2 separate regions of the Mus musculus genome follow, and region 2 is linked to region 1. A link is a contact called in public HiChIP or PLAC-seq data. All regions are on one chromosome and are shown on one strand. Each heading gives the region's core, a stretch centred on a gene start, on an enhancer-like site or on the middle of the called end of the contact. The rest is flanking DNA. Distances are from core to core; before and after follow the strand shown. Region 1 has its middle 21 kb from the start of Klhl31. Region 2 overlaps Gclc (glutamate-cysteine ligase, catalytic subunit).

The links. HiChIP or PLAC-seq counts read pairs in DNA pulled down with a chosen protein or histone mark.
Region 2: an H3K4me3 HiChIP or PLAC-seq map of the 230-238 cell line shows a contact between it and region 1, with 21 read pairs. The contact joins two enhancer-like sites. A contact is called at or near these places in 5 of 39 promoter capture datasets (the 3T3-L1 cell line, 3T3-L1-derived adipocytes, the HPC-7 cell line and 2 more), 2 of 15 datasets of contacts at CTCF or cohesin (large pre-B cells and pro-B cells), 100 of 484 Hi-C or Micro-C datasets (the AML12 cell line, the AtT-20 cell line, B cells and 59 more), 9 of 115 datasets of contacts at active chromatin or transcription factors (the 230-238 cell line, bone marrow-derived dendritic cells, embryonic stem cells and 6 more) and 1 of 9 other capture datasets (embryonic stem cells).

What each region holds. Positions count from the first base shown.
Region 1 is chr9:77,612,804-77,618,822 of GRCm38.p6, forward strand. No RefSeq gene overlaps it. Among named protein-coding and RNA genes, the nearest start is that of Klhl31, 21 kb to the right of the region's middle. Within about 2 kb of position 3,243, at least 19 of the 459 cell types and tissues checked have an H3K27ac peak or open chromatin away from gene starts, as enhancers often do. A contact at or near this core is called in the 230-238 cell line, centroblasts, centrocytes and 1 more, where this site is marked.
Region 2 is chr9:77,779,859-77,785,877 of GRCm38.p6, forward strand. Gclc (glutamate-cysteine ligase, catalytic subunit) reads left to right here. Exons shown (of 16, transcript NM_010295.2): 5 at 1,226-1,284; 6 at 1,376-1,509; 7 at 5,476-5,550; 8 at 5,892-6,008. Among named protein-coding and RNA genes, the nearest start is that of Gclc, 28 kb to the left of the region's middle. Within about 2 kb of position 3,678, at least 28 of the 459 cell types and tissues checked have an H3K27ac peak or open chromatin away from gene starts, as enhancers often do. A contact at or near this core is called in the 230-238 cell line, centroblasts, centrocytes and 1 more, where this site is marked.

The sequences.
Region 1 (6,019 bases), core at 1,993-4,492:
CCTAATCGGAGAATTTGCCACTAGAGTGGAATGTTAAGATTGAAAAATACATTGTATCTAAAAAAAAAAAAAATCACAAAATAATCTCCCATGTGTGTGTTCTAGTGTCATAGACATAGAGGAAACAAGCAGCTGTGTTGCCTTGGTCATCAGTATTGTTCGAATCTAGATGGGATGTGTTTCTTTGACCATGGGCTTGGTTTAGAGATGGTGGGGCACCAGAGACAATGTCTGGCCATTGGCGTCAAGAATTCAGATGGTTGCAGCCATGGCACAGGGCATGCAGACTGCAGCAGATAGAGCATGCGATCTCAGTCAATGATGGGCCTCAGGATATGCACAGGTTCTTGCGAAGACCGAGTACATCCTACAAAGGACTCTGAGTTTTCAGGAGACATCTGGACTTGCATTTAAACAGAGACCTTTTACTTAGCACACAAAAGAAATATAATCAAATTAAAGTGTAGATTAATAATCACAAATAGAGAGTGATTGTTTAGAATAAATATATCTTGGGGTATTTGGTGCATTTTCTGTTATAAAAACCTATTCTTTATCTGCAATTAAAATTTTAACTGGGAATTCTGTATTTTCCTTTGGCAAGTCTGGTGCCCTAAAGTGAAACAAAACAAAACATGTTGCCAACCAACCCTTATGCTTGGAATGATTCTGTTTAGTAAAGATATTTCGGTACATAAAGATGCTTACATAGATACACACAGCCTTGGGTGTTTTGCCTGCATGTATGTCTGTGTACCATATGCATGCTTGGTGCCTGTAGAGACCAGAAGAGAGCATTGGATCCTTTCGGACTGGAGTTACAGATGGTTGTGAAGTGCCCTGTGGTAACTGAAGAGCGGCCAGTGGTCTTAATCACTGAACCATCTCACCAGCTGCTCCCCCACCCACAGCTTTTTTTTTCTTTTATAGTGGAAAATATATGTATATTTTCCATTTGTATACTTTTATGCTACTACTGCTTCTGACATTTTGTATCAAAAGGAGATTAAAGGAAGTAATGAGTGTAATATGAACGGAAATTGACAAGTAGGACCCGTGAAACTTAAAAACTGCTGTACAACAACAACAGAAGCAGTTGAAGAGACAACCTAGAGAGAGGGAGGAAAGTCTGTGCTCACTGTAGATCTGATAAGGAATTAATTTCTAGAATATACGAAGAACTAAAACCAAAAAACTAAACAATAAATAAAATGGCTAATGAAATGTGCAGACCACGCTCCAAAGGTGGACTATAAATGGCCAATAAGTATATGGGAAAATGTCCAGCTTCACTAGGCCATCAGAGAAATGCAAATTGAAACTACATTAAAACTTGATTTTACCCCAGTCAAAATGGTATTCACCAAGAAAACAAATAAGAAAAAATGATGGTGAGGATATGGACAAGAGATTCCGTTATACACTTCTGGTGGAAAAGCAACCAAGTTCAACCACTATGGAACTCACTATGGAGGGTTCTCAAAGCACGAAAAATAGTTCTGCAGGACCCAGTTGCATGGCCCCTGAGTATTTATCTGAAGGATTCCAAATGGGCACATCACAAAGATACTCACGTTGATGTTTATTGAAGGACTCTTCATAATGGCTAAATTATGGAACTAAACCAACTGCCTAACAACAGAGGAATAAGCCAAAGCAAGTATTTTATGCAATGGAATTCTACGTGTCCATAAAAAAATGGACAAGCTGCAGATAATCATACTAAGTGAATTGAGCCAGGCTCCTAAAGACAAATGAACATTTTTCTCTCATTTGTGATTTCTAAGATTATGTATGTATGTGTTCATGTTTTTAAAATTGCTTTTAAGATTTATTTACTTTTAGTTTATGTATATGTCTTTTGCCTATAAGCATGTCTGTGCACCTCAAGAATTCAAATGTATTCAGAGGTCAGGAGAGGACATCAGATCTCCTGGAACTGAAGTTACAGACTGTTGTGAGCCACCACACAGGTGCTGGAAACTGAACTCAAATCTTCTGGAAAAAAACCAACAACAACAGTGCTTTTAATTGCTAAGCCACTTCTCCAGTCCTGATAAATAAAATTATGTATGTTTATAAGACATAAATATAGAACTAAACTTATCAAAGGATACAAAGGGACTAGTGGGAAGTGGAGAGGGGACCTGGGTTAGAGGATGTGGAGGTTTGAAAAGGAATGCCCCCCCCCATAGGCTTAAATATTTGAAAACTTTGTCAACAGAGCTTGACACTATTTGAAAGGATTAGAAGGATTGGGAGATGTGGCCTTGTTGAAGGAAGGGTGTGACCAGGGGTGGGCTTTGAGGTTCCAAAAGCCCAGAGCCTGTCTGTCTATCTGTCTCTATTTCTGTCTCTATCTCTGTATGTCTCTGTCTCTCTCTTACATACATGCACACACACACACACACACACACACACACAAAACCAATCAGGTTACAGCTCTCGGCTGCTGCTCTAGCACAGTGCATGCCACCATGCTTCCCTCTATGATGATAATGCGTTAAACCTCTGATACTGTAAGCAAGGCCCCTATTAAATGCTTTCTTTTATAATAGTTTCCTTGGTCCTTGGTCATGGTGTCTCTTCCCAGCAATAGAAGAGTGACTGAAACAGGAAATTTAGAAAGGAATGTGCTCAACATATAATATATGCTTGCACAAAACCTTAAAATGAATTCATTAAAGCTGAAAAAAATATATGAGCACTGGGGAGTTCCACTCATAGGGATTGTGTTCGACTGGCATCAATTTAATTCCCTCTTATTTAGTTCATACCAGCTACCAAGCAAAAGGGAAGCCATTAGAGCCCACTGAAGGTGGAAACTCCTAGGTAAGACATTGGATTGTGGGCTCATAAACACAGCCAGGGTTGTATTACAGCCTGGGCTAGGAGTCAGATTGTACTGTGCTAATCAACAGAGTCTCAGGAACCAAATGTTTTCAGGTGAGTCCAAAAACTTGGACACTGACCCTATTTTTAAAACTCTGGTCTATTCTGAAAGAGATTTAAATTGTGTCCCTCAGATACTGAGAACTTTGCTGTATGTAAAACCACCCAAGAAAGCTACATTTAAGCCATCGGGTTACTGGCGATCTTGCATGTTTAGCCCAGTCTCTATGGTGACACACAGCCATGAATTTAACCCCCAAACGTCTCCACAGTTCTTACACTACTTATTCCCCTTGCTAATACACTTCAGCTTTGACTCCTTCTCCCTTGGTACCTCAAAATAGTCAACCATGCAAACCATTTGTTCCCTCAGATCTATTTTTAGAGTGGCCTTCCTTTGGGCAGGGCCAATAGAACAGGTGCAAGAGCTGCTGTTTAGTGCATCTGAACCTGAAAAATAAAACAAAACCCATATATTTGAGAGACTCGGAGACCAGCTCAGAACTGTTCTTACACAGCTCTTAGCAGGTGACCTCAGAGGGTGCCAAGAGGGCACTGTGTTTAGGGATCATCCCAATGACAATAAAATGAAGAATTTATTTCTGCATAGTCCTGACTTCCCTCACAGAGAATTCAAGGGCTGGTTGAATTCTTAAGGAGTTCGCAGGGTCAGCCAGAGTGACAGGAAATAAAACCTTAATGTCTTTCTATTTTATTTACTATTTTATGCAGCAGTAAGATTTTAAAGAACTTTTACCTCATCCTGCCAACAACCTGGTGAAGGACACCACACCGTTAGGAAAACAAGAAGAGAAATAGTTACCAAGGCCCTCAGGGATATCCAAAAATCAAAAAGTTTATTTCTTCTTTTCTAGTCGGAGACTCGGTGGATTAAACTTAAATACCAGTTAGATAGAAGGCTGCAGAGGAGAATGGGAGGCAGCCTATGTTTCCCTTGTGTGAATTCAATTCAGCTACCTGTGTCTGTATACCACACCCGCACACCCCAGCTTGAGTTTCTAAGTTGCAGAATAGAGGGAAGTAGCGGCTCTGGAGTCAGGAAGATAAGTCTTCATGGCTTCTTGCTTTATAAGTGATAGGAACATCTTGTCAGAGTCCATGCTAAGCTAATTTTTAACCTCAGCTTAAAAGTCTTTAAGCTCACCACATTTCTCCCCAAGAGTAACTCAAGCGTTGAGAATCTGTTTTACATAATGTGACCTCAGGTTATATTAAAATACCTTAGACTCACCCCTCAGTGATGTCAGGGGCTGGCTTTTCAAATGCTGAACTCATCCATGTGTCTCCTCGCTGTTGGTGATCTCACACTGATTGTGATGTTGATTTGGAGCAGTGAGCTAAAGGCCCTGACTTAAGGTTGTAGTCTTCCCTGAAGAACACGGAGGTACCAGATGCACAGTTCAAGTGTAGTGCGTCTTTCCTGAGTTTATTGCCAGTTCCTTACTTCACACCTTCATCTTGGTGTGTTCTCAGCAGGGATCAGTGAAAGCACTGTCAGGTTTGTGGTCTTGTTAGTTACTCTGGGTGTGTCGGGCAGAGTAAAAATCTTGCTTTCTACTTACTGTCCCCCTCCTGAGAGCCACCATCTGTTCTAGGTCAGATCATCCATTCAGGAGTACCTGTAGTGAATATTTTTAGACAATGCTTGTCATGAACTATAAGTAGGGATGACCAGAAGAGAAACTAAAGACAGTTTACTAGACTGAGAGTGGTGGCCCAGGCCCACAGTCAGAGCATGCAGAAGGCTGAGGGCCAGGCCTTGGCTACATAGCAAAGTCAGCCAACATGGGCTACATAAAAAGACATTGTGCCAAAAACTTAAATAAATTATATATTTACTGATGTTTCCATCCTTCTACTACTCTGAACAATACTGTATAGAAATGTAATAATTACTTATATTGTTGAAAAACAGTAGTGTTTATTATATCAGTGTTGCTTAAGTCAATCCATAATGTCAGTTTTTATCACTCTTTTAGCTACTTTAAAACCTTCAAGGCTAACACCACATTTCTCATGAAATGTTTATGAAGCAACATCTGGGGACAAGCAACCAGGAGTACGGTGTGACTAGAACATGACCCTCCCCCGACAGGGCTCACAAAGCGGCCCAGAAAACAGAAGCTGTACTTATAGCATAAGCAGGATGAAGTGCTGAAGGAGAGGAGCAGATAATAACGACATGGGAGTTATTCCAAAGGACCAATGACCACGCCTGGGAGTGTGTGTGTGTGTGTGTGTGTGTATGTGTGTGTGTGGTGCCTTGGAGGTATCCCAACAAGCGCTTGATAGTGGAGAGAATTTGGTGTGTACAGAGAGGACCTGGTAGGGAGACTTGGAAGCATGGAAGCAGAGAATTGCATGGCTGTGTTCAGGTCACAGGAAGAAAGATGCATGGTTTCACCAACACAAGGACACTTAGGTCAAGAGGAGATAAAGAGTTAGATCCTGCTCAGTTACAGGCGGTAAGTCCCAATATTATTACATGAGAAAATTGATTTGTGTACCCTCTAAAGAGCCTGATGGGGTAATACTATCATTATCTCCAGTACATAAATAAGGAAACATGCATAAAAGTTAATCTATCCTGCTCCCTAGTTAGATTCATATTGGAAGCAGGCAGGACGCATGTTCCTGAATCTTTGGGGTAATTTAGCACTATCTATAAACCCTGTTGAGTCCTCTGACATTAACAAGGCTGTGTTTGCTTTAGTATGTTTGCTGATAGCCCTGGGTCAATCCTAACACTGCATGGAAACACACTGAAACAACATTTGAGAGTCAGATTTGCACGTCTGGAAGCTAATAATGCATCATACCACATGAGGATATTATATGACTGTATCACTTGCAGGCATAAGCATCACCCTGTCCAAACTGCAATGTTGCAAGATCACATTGCTTAACACGGTTGCCCAGACAGTGATTTGTGACTCCCAAACAGATCTGTAAACAGCAAGATCTCTAGAGGTATCTTGTTTAATTGATTCATTTAATTAAATACTATTTTCATAATCCTTTCCAGTAGTTTTGTTAGTATATCTTTTTTTCTTTGAAATTGCACTATATTTATATTTTTATGAAATATTTTCTTCATTTATATTTC
Region 2 (6,019 bases), core at 2,428-4,927, 170 kb after region 1:
TGTCCAAGTTAGTGCTGGGATCTCTCTTCACCCACGTTGCCCTCTGCTCTGACACGGTCAGGTGGCTACAGCACTTAGCATAGGCACTCTCCTTGTACCTAGGTCTGTAGTTGAAGTTGCTTTAGGTCCTTCACCAGCTTGATCTTGGTTCTTCCTATGAACTCTTCTATATTGGAAAGAAGCCCCTGACCCAACATGAGGGACACAGGGAACTCTCAGCTTACTCCTTTTCCAGGCTCCCACAGTTGTACATTCAAAGTCTTTGTAAGGATAGACAGAGATCGACTGACTGACTGACTGACTGACTGACTGACTTGTTCATTCATTTGTTTATTTGAGGCAGGGGTTGTTGTTTGTTCCTTCATTCATTCATTTGCTTGCTTGCTTGTTTGTTTACTTACTCATGGCAGGGTCTGTCTAGGAAGCTTGGCTATACAGGAACTCGCTGTATAGACTAGGTTGACCTCAAACTCACAAAGATCCTCCTACCTCTCTCTCTAGTACTGGGATTAAAGAGCCATTATTGCGTGTGTTAAAAAGAAAACACTGAGCTGCTGCAAAGATGGATCATGATGATTATAAAAGCTACCCAGAATCCCTCACGGGAAAGGCCAGCACAGGAGGTCCTCGTGTCCTGACTGAGGGATCAAAGCAGGAGTCATATAACATAAAATAAGTGAACCTTGGTTTCATAATTTATCAAACCTCATCTATCTAAAGTGTTGCTGCAATTTAGAGTCAGTTCAAAAATCTGAGAGGAATTTTTTTTCCTCTCTTTGTGCTGTTAAAATTGTGAGTTTGAATTAGGACCAGTGACTGCAAGTGTCGGTGGCCATAATGTGCGCATCAGGTAAGAATCAGTCTGTGTTTTGGATCGGGGGCTGAAGCAAGTGATTTTGAGACTTCAGTGATAACCAAAACCTAAGTTCTTAAATTTGACTAAAATCATTGGAATTTTCATGAGTAATGTTAGAATTAGCTGGACTGTGGTTGCCATGAACACCTGTGCTGACTAGGTGAGCAAGAAGGGGTGGTCCCCAGGCAGAGCGCAGGAACTGCTGCTCACCAGTCCCCTTTCAGGAAACCCTTAGGGTAGCATGTCACGTGCCATGAGCCAGTCTCGGATTTTTAGTTTGCGGTAGGATTCAGTTCCATTCAGTTCGATGTGCTCAGATTCTAATGTGGCAGTTGTTGGGTGACCTGTCCTTTTGTTTGCTTGCTGTAGTACTCTAACAAGAAACATCCGGCATCGGAGAGGAGAAAAGGTTGTCATCAATGTGCCAAGTAAGTGGGTGGGGCTGGGCTGGGGCTGGGGCAGCATAGTCCAACCGGCAGCCTTGATTCTCAGCTCCTCTTCTTTTCATTAATAATGCAGTATTCAAGGACAAGAATACACCATCTCCATTTGTAGAAACATTTCCAGAAGATGCGGAGGCATCAAAGGCTTCTCAGCCAGACCATATCTACATGGATGCCATGGGATTCGGGATGGGCAACTGCTGTCTCCAGGTATTGCCTGTGTTGTATGGAGACTTAAATGTCCTCTTCACTATGCATGTGTCTGGTTTAAAGTCACCTTCTAATCTGATTCGAAAGATAGCTTACCTTCTGAAAAATGATGTTGCTTTAGTAAAGTCTTTTGTAGCTGTCTTTTGACTGAAAATTCACAGTTTACCACAGAGGTGTGTGGTTGTTACTAAACTTGGTATCTATTGGTAAACAGATGTTGGTGAATGCCCTTTTTAGATGCCTGATTTTTTACCGCCATCTAGTGACAGCCTTTGAGGATATTATACAAGGCTCAGATCTCTATTTCTGAAAATGACCTCTGGTGAGAGAATCCAGTGACTTTATGATCCAAGGGCAAAGGTTGTTTGGCATTTAAATTTTTATTCTTGTGCAAAGCTACCTCGTGGTTTAAAAGGAATAAATATTTAACAGTCTTTGCCTTGCCCCTGGCTAAATTACACTAGAGATACAATAGTATTTCTCTGTTCGAACAGTTAAAATTTTTGCTGGGACTAATCAAATAACTGATGGCCTCCAACAGTGACTGCACCAGGCTCCCTCAGGAGCAGAGTGGGGAGTGCAGTCTCCCAGCCCACACAGGCCCGTGGTCGTCTCTGCCCTTGCTGCCTCCATGCTGAGCTGGCTTACTTAGTTAAACTGACTGTAGCCACAGCACAAAGGGCACAAAACTCAGCATTCTTTTCTTAGGGCTGCAGCTGTACACACAGTTGTCACATTAGCCTCCCAACTGTTATTTTTGAAAGTACAGATAATTTAGATTTAATACCCAAGTCAGACTTTCCCATGCTACATGTTTCTATAGCATGAAAAGGTATTTTGTTTCCTTTGCATATTTAAGTAGAATCAGATATGTAGCCTCCAAACAGACGCCAGAATGTTCCCTTAAGAACGGTCACACATCATTTAAAACAAGGCTGACTTTTGACTGTGTTACCCGCTTTCTTATCTTAAGTACAAACATTTCTGGAATTAATCATTAAGCTGCAGCACTTAAAATGTGTGGCTTCAGTATTCTGGGAGTGTTCTTGGAACCCAGCCCTTCCTTGGCTTAATATTGAACCAGGGTCTTTCAGGGTTGCACAAAGTGACAGTCTCGCTTGAGACACTTGATTTATGCAAATAAGTGAGTCCTACTGGTGGGGACAAGCATTTTCATGTAAAGACACAGTTGTCTAATCTATTTAAGGTATGAGTTTAGTACTTCCCCCAACATAACCAGTTACAGTATCCCACTTCAAAAGGTTGTAGTGACACAATGAGATGAACTCAGAAGTAGCTACAAAAGTCCCTGCCTTATATCTTCTGACTGGGACCTGAAAGAAGTATTTATTATAGAAAAGCACAAAAAGAAATGGTAAGTACTTTTTTAGTTAATAGTAGACTTAACTGGACAAAACAAAACTCCTCCAAGTTTGTGAGCTTGCTGAGTGCTATAGTGCTTGCCTGGCATCCCAGTGCTACAGAGGGAGTGTGAGCTCAGGCCAGTGTGGGTTCCATATCCAGACCATCTCAGAGAAGTAAATCTTTACACTTCAGAAAAAGGCCATGGCCTGCTATGGATTTTTTTTCCTCCTCCTTTTTTCTACTTAAGAGAATTATGTGGTTTCAAAACCAGATTCTAGGTAAGTGTCGGGTTTGGTTTCTCATCTCCGTGTTTCACAGGTCCTCCTTCCCTCCTGTCAGTGTCCTAGTGACGTCTCCTCCCGTGGGATCTCTTAGGAGGGCAACAGAAGCCAGCCTTCCCGTGCTATGCCTTTGTCAGGGGTCAGAGCTCCTTGGTTTTGCTTTCCCCACCAAAGTCACTGTTTATGAAAGTCACCGTTTAGCGTGGCGTTCCGCTTGACTTGATGCGCAGAGTGTTTCGGCTCTAGAGACAGGAAGGCAGTTAGGAAATCTACTTACGATAACTGTTGTTACACTGCAACTTGGAAATCCCAGTCCCTCCTCTTCATAGAGTTTTCTAAAGCTGGGTTTTTCAGGATGTACCTACGAATCCTACTCTGTCCCAAGCTACCAAGGAAAGACACCATCCTAGAAAAGTTGTCACTGCAGTATCTTTGCAAAACTAAAGAGTAATGCACAGGAACATGCCTAACAGTCACAGGACAGACATAGATCTAAGAAACACATGTCCAACAGACTCTGTCTGCGTCACAACACCCAGAAACACGTGACTGTCTTACATCTCAGCATCCTCTTTCCTTCATGACCTTCTGTCAATTTAGTAAATAGGTAATAAACACTGCCCCACATTCTTGGGACAGAAAACATCAAGACAGAATCCTGGTGATAGGACCACAGACAGTGAGCAGTACTCTGCCTATCCTGCTCCATTCCACACTGAATCCTTACTCCATAAAGTGTGCACATGCATGCAGAGACCAGAGGCCAACCTCAGCTGCCGTTCCTCAAGCACTGTCCATAAGGGTCACTCATTGGCCTAGAGCTAACGAGCCCTAGAAATCTGCCTGTCTTTGCCTCTCTGGCCCCACGACTATAAACACATACACCACACCCAGCTTTTGGTGGGGGTTCTAGGGAATCAAAGTCAGGTCTTAGTGCTAACAAGGCAAACACTTTAGCTCCTCCGCTCTCTCCCTGGCCTCACATTGTTTGATGGTCTCATGTCCTTAGAGACCTTATCTCCAGCTCTCCTCAATTTTTACTGTAACATTTGATTTTTTTTTTTTCCTTAATGGCTACAACATAGCTTCACATTATCTTAATCTGTAGTGACTAGTAAATCTCATTACTTAATGTGTTACTCACTTTAGCATTACCATGGAAACTACAGGAAGATCAGAACACCAAGTTATTTAAATGATTGTTTCAGAAGTCAGTTGCCGTATATAATTCAGCAGATGTCCCCCATGGAACTTGTTTGATGATATAAGGGACAGTTGAGAGAGACAGTTAAACCGCTGGAACTAAGAGTCATAACAATAACACTGAGAGTCGTAACAGTGCTTTCATCAGCACATCAATTATTTCCTGCATCAGCACCAAACTCAAACTGTCATTATTGAATGGCCATAATGGAGGAAGGTAAAATTGTTTTCAACTTGTGCTTATAATAGTTGTGCTGTTTTCACAAACTGTGCTCCTTGACCACCACTGCCACTCTTCCCTGTGAAGAAACGCAAAACTTTGTTTCTTTGGGGTTATTATTGTAGAGGATTTGCGTTAACCAATGTGATTTTCCTATAATTTTCTGGTGCCTACTTTCCCCTTGTGAGGCTTCCTAGGTAATCTTACTGAATTTGGGGCATTGTCAGAATAGACACTCCGACACTGATTTTTTTTTTTTCCTTCTGAAGTCCAGAGCCTTGGAAACCTAGCTGTTTCCAGGACTTTTCATCCCCTAACATCCATTAACCCGCATGTCACAGCACCTGTACCTCTTCTTCCTCTATGCCCTAGGAACACCCAACAGAAGTCTCCCTCATGCTCTGTCCCCAGGTCCCCAGAGCCCACCTCTTCAACTCTGGCATGCCCCTTCTTCTAGCCCTGAGCTTTCTCCTTCTCAGACCAGTGATTTTACTCTAGTCCCTTCTGGCCTTGCCACCTTCCACATCCCCAACAACCTCACCCCACTCTGCCGTGCTTGGAAATAGACCAAATACAGCCCTCCAGACCCGTCTTTATACCAAAATGCATGTAAGCCCGCTGCTACTGGAAGCCAACAAGAGACCAAAGCTCTGCTGCCTTTTGCAAGTCTCTCTTCTCTTTCCTGGCTTGACAGTGGTTTTGGCTTTCACTGGTGTGTTTATGAGTTGTGGGACATGAGTACAGACATTTACCCAAGACAACTTGTAAGCCATACCTGAAGCCTTTGCATCTGTGACGTGACCACCTTCTTTTCTCTATCCACCGTCCTTCTCAGACTTACTGCTTGTGGGCCTGATAATGACTTTCGTTGTTTTAATAATTTCTGTTCTCAAACAGGTGACATTCCAAGCCTGCAGCATATCTGAGGCAAGATACCTTTATGATCAGCTGGCCACTATCTGCCCAATTGTTGTAAGTAGAAAGTATGTCTCTCTTTAAATGCGTCTTTGTAGAAAATAAGACCATGTGCGATTTAATGAACATATAGAAGGAGCACTGAGGAGAAGAGCAATAGTTGCTTATTGTTGCTAGTACTATATTTGAGTACGACCATTCTTTCTCTGTCTGCCAGTATGTCCTGGTGCTATAGAAGGGATGAGTTTAGTGAGTACAGACTTGGAGTTCTTTCTTGTACATTCTATTTATAAGACAGTAGCTGGGAGTACATGAGTGGAACATCAAGGATGGTGAGTGGGTGGAGCCTTCTCTGTGTACGCAGCACGTTGACCCTTCACTTGCTGTTTTGTCTTTAGATGGCTTTGAGTGCTGCATCTCCATTTTACCGAGGCTACGTGTCAGACATTGATTGTCGCTGGGGAGTGATTTCTGCCTCTGTAGATGATAGAACACGGGAGGAGAGAGGCCTGGAGGTAAGGAATGA